Linked DNA regions of Gossypium hirsutum: region 1 is linked to region 2. The links are chromatin contacts, called in public Hi-C maps. All regions are on one chromosome and are shown on one strand. The core of a region is the stretch at or near the end of the contact, and the rest is flanking DNA. Distances in the headings are between cores, read along the strand shown. Region 1 holds the start of LOC107959957. Region 2 holds the start of LOC107892539.

What was found. A called contact is a pair of places that touch in the nucleus more often than the background predicts.
Region 1: a contact with region 2 is called in a Hi-C map of leaf, with 2.9 times the contacts expected there. The contact joins the promoter of LOC107959957 here to the promoter of LOC107892539 in region 2. A contact is called at or near these places in 6 of 34 Hi-C or Micro-C datasets (callus, leaf and seedling).

Annotation. Positions count from the first base shown.
Region 1 is chrA05:72,681,344-72,684,043 of Gossypium_hirsutum_v2.1, forward strand. It overlaps LOC107959957, which reads left to right and starts at 1,305. Exons shown (of 4, transcript XM_016896136.2): 1 at 1,305-2,206; 2 at 2,303-2,499. The coding sequence starts at 1,525.
Region 2 is chrA05:72,517,344-72,520,043 of Gossypium_hirsutum_v2.1, forward strand. It overlaps LOC107892539, which reads left to right and starts at 1,382. Exons shown (of 2, transcript XM_016817612.2): 1 at 1,382-2,053; 2 at 2,536-2,700. The coding sequence starts at 1,515.

The DNA.
Region 1 (2,700 bases), core at 55-2,554, 160 kb after region 2:
ATATCATTAATTTTTCAAATAAATTATATTAATTATTTAAATGATATTTAAAATTTATATTTTATATATTATATTAAAATATTATATAAATTAATTAAATTTTACTTTCAAACATATGTCTGAAAACAACATTTTAATTTATCACTATAATTTTTTACAACAATAACAGGCATTTGAAATGATCAAATCACACTTTTTTCACAGTATTTTTTCCGCCAGTACTTTCTAAATGTATTTTTAAAACAACAATGGATAAATAAGTCATACTGGATTTAGAATTTAAAATTTTAAAAATTATGATTTTATAGAAATGACTACATTATGATTTAAGGTTGGGTAAGATTTAAAATTTAAGGTTTGAAGTTTATGATTATAATTGTTCATGGGTCGGGTCAAATTGGATAATAAAATTTTAAGCTTGATTAATAGTTTCAAGCTTGGATAGACTTGAAAAATGGGTCTAAATTTTTGCTAAAATTCGATTCAGATAAAAATATTAAAGCTTAGGTCCAACTTTACCCACCCATATTAAAATTTGCTTATTTTATTTTTATATAAAAATTTAAAAAATATTATACATCAAAAACACTACAAACATTAAAATAAATGTTTTCCAATAAATTAAAAATAAATTAATAACATAATAGTGAAATGAGAGCAAAACAGTGAGAAAACTGTAGCAAAACAATAGTTTTTTCTTTTTGAAAATTCGGGTCAAGCTGTGCCTGAGTCAAAAACCCTTATCTAAGGTCTGATCTATTTTTTAAACGGGCTTTATTTTTTTGTCCAATCTCATTATTCAAGCCTATATTTTTACTCAAATCATTCTACTTTTCGAACTAATTTTTAAAGCTCGACCCATGGACAAATTTATTTATAATATAAGATTTATTATTTAAGGTTTTAAAATATAAAATTTTAAGGTCTAGTTTTATAGTTTTTAATATATATTAATTTTATTAAAACTCAATCCCAAATTTAAGTTTGAAAAGAAAAATATCATAAACAAAGGAAATTTGGTATTTGTTAGCGTTGGAAAAGTAGTAATTACTGTTAATTTGGTGTCTTATGATGTATTTTATTATTATTATATTTTAAAAAAATTAATAATAATTTTAATTTGAGCGGAATAATAGTTAAAATTTTTATTAAATATTATAAAAATAAAAATTAATATTTTAGAATATAATATTATTAAATACTTAAAAATGACTTTTTAAGGTAAACTCTTAGTAAATAAAAAAATAAAAAAATCCGAAGTTAAACTGTTGATATTTCTATTTTATTTTCTCATCGTTTATCTATTTTATTATTATTTTGTTGTAACTATTACTATTACTTGAACCAGTGGTTTACCCAAAAAAGCCTACATCAAAATCATTCACTTTCCTTTTCTTTTCCAAAAATCTCTTATCCCGCCGCCCACTACCACTACCACCACCACCACCAGCGCCACCACCTCCCAGTGGTGCTCTTCCAAACAGCGATCAGCCACCACCACAGTCAACCGCAAAAACCCCTCAAATGGCGACCGCTGCAGCAACAACAACAGTTGCCTCCGACACAATAACCACCACTTCCTCCGACGGTCCAGTCCTTAGCCTCATCAACAAACGCATCCGTGCCTTACGCAAGAAATACAACCGCATCCTCCAGATGGAAGAATCCGTCTCCCAGGGCAAACCCTTAAACAAAGAACAAGAAGAAGTCCTACGTTCAAAACCCTCCGTCTCCGCCCTCATCGACGAACTCGAGAAGCTTCGCCACCCTCTCTCCTCCGCCGTCTCTGAAGAAATCTCACTCGCTTTACAGCGTCAAACCATTTCCGCGGAAGAAACTACCTCGGAAGCCCAACAACAGCAGCAGCCGCCCAATGAGCCCGATCATGCTGTTGAAGATCTCCTCAACCTGCTCTATTTCGGGTCGTTGTTCGATGTAAAGTCTCAGAATGATTTCACTTCGATGATGTTGACTCGGACGCACGAGAGGGGCTGTTGCCTGACTTACGATTATGTCACCGACGACGCTACCGATCTGCTTAGCGAGAAAGATTTGGATTCCATTTCGACGCTGAGTGCACTATTGACTTCACGCTCTGCTGATTCCAGTTTGTCTCACAAGAACGCTTTGCACCGTTGCCTCCACCATGCTAAGCTTTGGCTTTCCAACTCTGACCGGCCCATTGACCCCAATGCCGACGTCTCCTGTAATAAAGCACTCCATTTGTTTTTTTTTTGGGGGGGGGGGCTTTCTATTTTTAAGTTTCTAGGTTTTCTAACTTGGGCAGTTCTTTTTGTTTCAGATGCTGGGTTGAGAGAGAGGCTTAACAAGATTATGGCTTTGGATTACTTTACGACGACGCCGGAGATGAAGGCTCCAGTTGAAGTGGTTGCAGCTGCTGCTGCTGGGACTTATACCACTTTCCAGGTTCCAGTGCAGAGTGTGCCCATTTCTGTGCCTCTTCAGGTGGAAGATTCTGTCGGGCAGTATCAGCAAAAGGTATTAACTTTGTTCTAGCTTAAGAAGAGTAAAGAGTTTGGTTATTGGATTTAACTTTGCATTTTATTTCTGATAAATGTTGTAGTATAAAATTCTTGACTTCCCTTTTATTTCTATACTTTCAGCTTTGTTGAAATGACTGTTAATTTCTAATAGTAAGTGTCGACATGAGAGAACTTAAGGGCATTGCATTCAAACTAT
Region 2 (2,700 bases), core at 132-2,631:
TAGCTCCACAGAGGGAGCGAGATTTTTCCCTCTTGGTAGACAAGGCAAAGATTGTTAAAGAGGCCAAGTGCAATGAACGCAAAAAGAGGGACTAAAAGAAAGGTCAGACTAAGACTATGAGGGATACGGGGCCTTCTAGCTCTGTTCAGCGACCTAAGAAACGGGCCAGGTTTGATGGGCCTCCACAGGTTGAGGCACCAGCTGCTGTTACTAAGACTCGTGTTTGTGGAGATAGTGGTAGGCACCATCCGAGCGAATGTTAGAAAAGGTTGGGAGCTTGTCTAGGATGCGGGTCTATATATAGGTAATCGTGCAAGTTTAATCTTCCTTCAACATTTTTTTCATAATTTCATATTTTTAAAATATATTTTAGAGTTTTATAAATTTTTAATAATTTTTTATTCTAAATATTTTTTAAAAAAGAATTTTCGAATGATAAAGTATTGTGGGGTTATCATTTGACATATGACAAATAATGAATGGCTATAGATATTTTTATAAGATAGAAAGAATTAGAGTTAAAATGCAAAATTTCACCATGCTACCCGGAAGTATTAAAATTTATCACTTTACTTTATTCTGTCTAATATTGGCCCTATTAATTTGAGAATATGGTTAAAATTTTCAAATGAATTTTATGTGATTGAGTTTTATCATTAAAATTTGAATTTTGTTGAATTTTACCACTAATGTTGTTTTTTAATTAAATTTTACATTGATTTTGATGATTTTAAAATGAATTTTAACAAGAAAATTAATTTTAAATATTTTATTTTAATAATTAACAATAAGCTAATTTATAAAATATTAAAAACTATTAAATTAACTTAAATTTTTTATTTAATAAAGAAATACTTGAAAATAAAATAAAAATAAAAACAGAATAAGTTTACTTTTTTATATATAAATCATTGTTTTTTCTATTATTATTTTTATTTTTAAGTATAATATTAATTTTATTAAAATTTCACTTCAAATTCTTTTAAATTAAAATTAAATAATAAAAATCAATTAAAAATAAAATTTTAGTAACAAACTTTAATGAAATAAAAGCAAAGTGACAAAATTAAAAATAAAGTTAAAACATAATGGTAAATTATATTAAGCTCAAAAGTATAATGTCAAATACTAATAAAAAATCAGTACAGAAAAATTGAAGTAGTTAAAAAATCGATTAAATTATTTTTTTAATATTAAAAAAAATTTTTAATTAAACCAACTAGAATGTTCAGACCGATAAATTGATGGCCTGACCAATTTAGTCAACGGTCTGATTTTAAAAATATTGGTCAATATTATAAAATGTTATGTCCTCATTTGGGAAAAGAACCTGGAGGACCAGAACGAATAAAAGGCATACTTTAGGACTAAATGATGCATTAAGGCATTAAAGAAAAATCTCTAATTGATTGTATCAATCTCACAAAGTCACAATGCTCCCCTTCCTCTCTAAAACCCCTTCATTAATGGGGGCAAAAAACAAAGTTCCAATAGCCCCAATTTCGTAGTTTAGAATGGCTACTGTATCACCAGCAATTGCAACTTCGCCACAGCCATTATCATTCTATTTGAAGAAAACCCATCTCAATATCTTACCCTCCCATTTACATGGCCCTACTGCTCGAAGCAATGACCTCTTTTTAAGGTCAAAATTTCAAAACCGGAAGTATTTTCCAATTCCTTCGACCCGAATTAAAGCTTCCTCAAATGGGTTTCTTGATTCAGCTCATACAAGCAAAGAAGATGAAATATTGCCTTCTTTTGAGGAGGCTCCAGTGAAAATCCTCTGCTGGGTTGTCTTCTGGGCTTCTTTGTCTCTTGTTTGGTACGCTGCTTCTGGGGACGCTAAAGCGGCTACTGTTGCTGCCGACTCCATTAGAGCTTCAAGCTTTGGCCTCAAGATTGCCAATGCGTTGCGTGGCTTGGGTTGGCCTGATGAGGCCGTGGTTTTCACTCTTGCAACGCTTCCTATTCTTGAGCTTCGGGGAGCTATTCCTCTTGGTTACTGGATGCAACTCAAGCCTACACTCCTGACAATATTATCTATTCTTGGGTTAGCTTTATTTTCTTTTTCGTTAATTGAGGATCTTTCAAGTCTTTAGTTCATTATAGCTTCATGTTTATAGAGTTGAGCTTAATTGTTGTGAAAGATTTTGTTTTGACCAGTTTGCTTATGGAAAATTTTGCTTCAATAGTTTCCATAGAATGCATACTTGTCACTGAAATTTTAAGTCAAGGTAGCATTTTTTTGTTTTTTGTTTTTAATAATACTGAAAGTTATTCATAGGGATGTAAAATAGGCAAATATGCTGGTAAGCTATTTGGGTTAGTTTAAAGAGTAAAATTTATATTTGGTTTGATTACTCTGAAGTCAAGCTTGAGCAATTTGAGATATTGAACGAGCTAATTTTACTATTCTAATGCATGTGCTTGAGTGTACTAAAAATTAACAATTAATTTCTTATGCATAATTGTTCTGGGAAATTAAATAAGCTGATGATAATTTTTTTTTCTAAAAGTAACATTAAACTGCAGGAATATGGTTCCAGTGCCATTCATTGTACTTTACCTGAAAAGATTTACTACATTTCTTGCTGGGAAAAACCAGTTTGCATCTCAGTTACTTAACAGTCTCTTTGAGAGAGCCAGACAGAAGGCTGGGCCAGTGGAAGAATTTCAATGGCTTGGCCTAATGCTTTT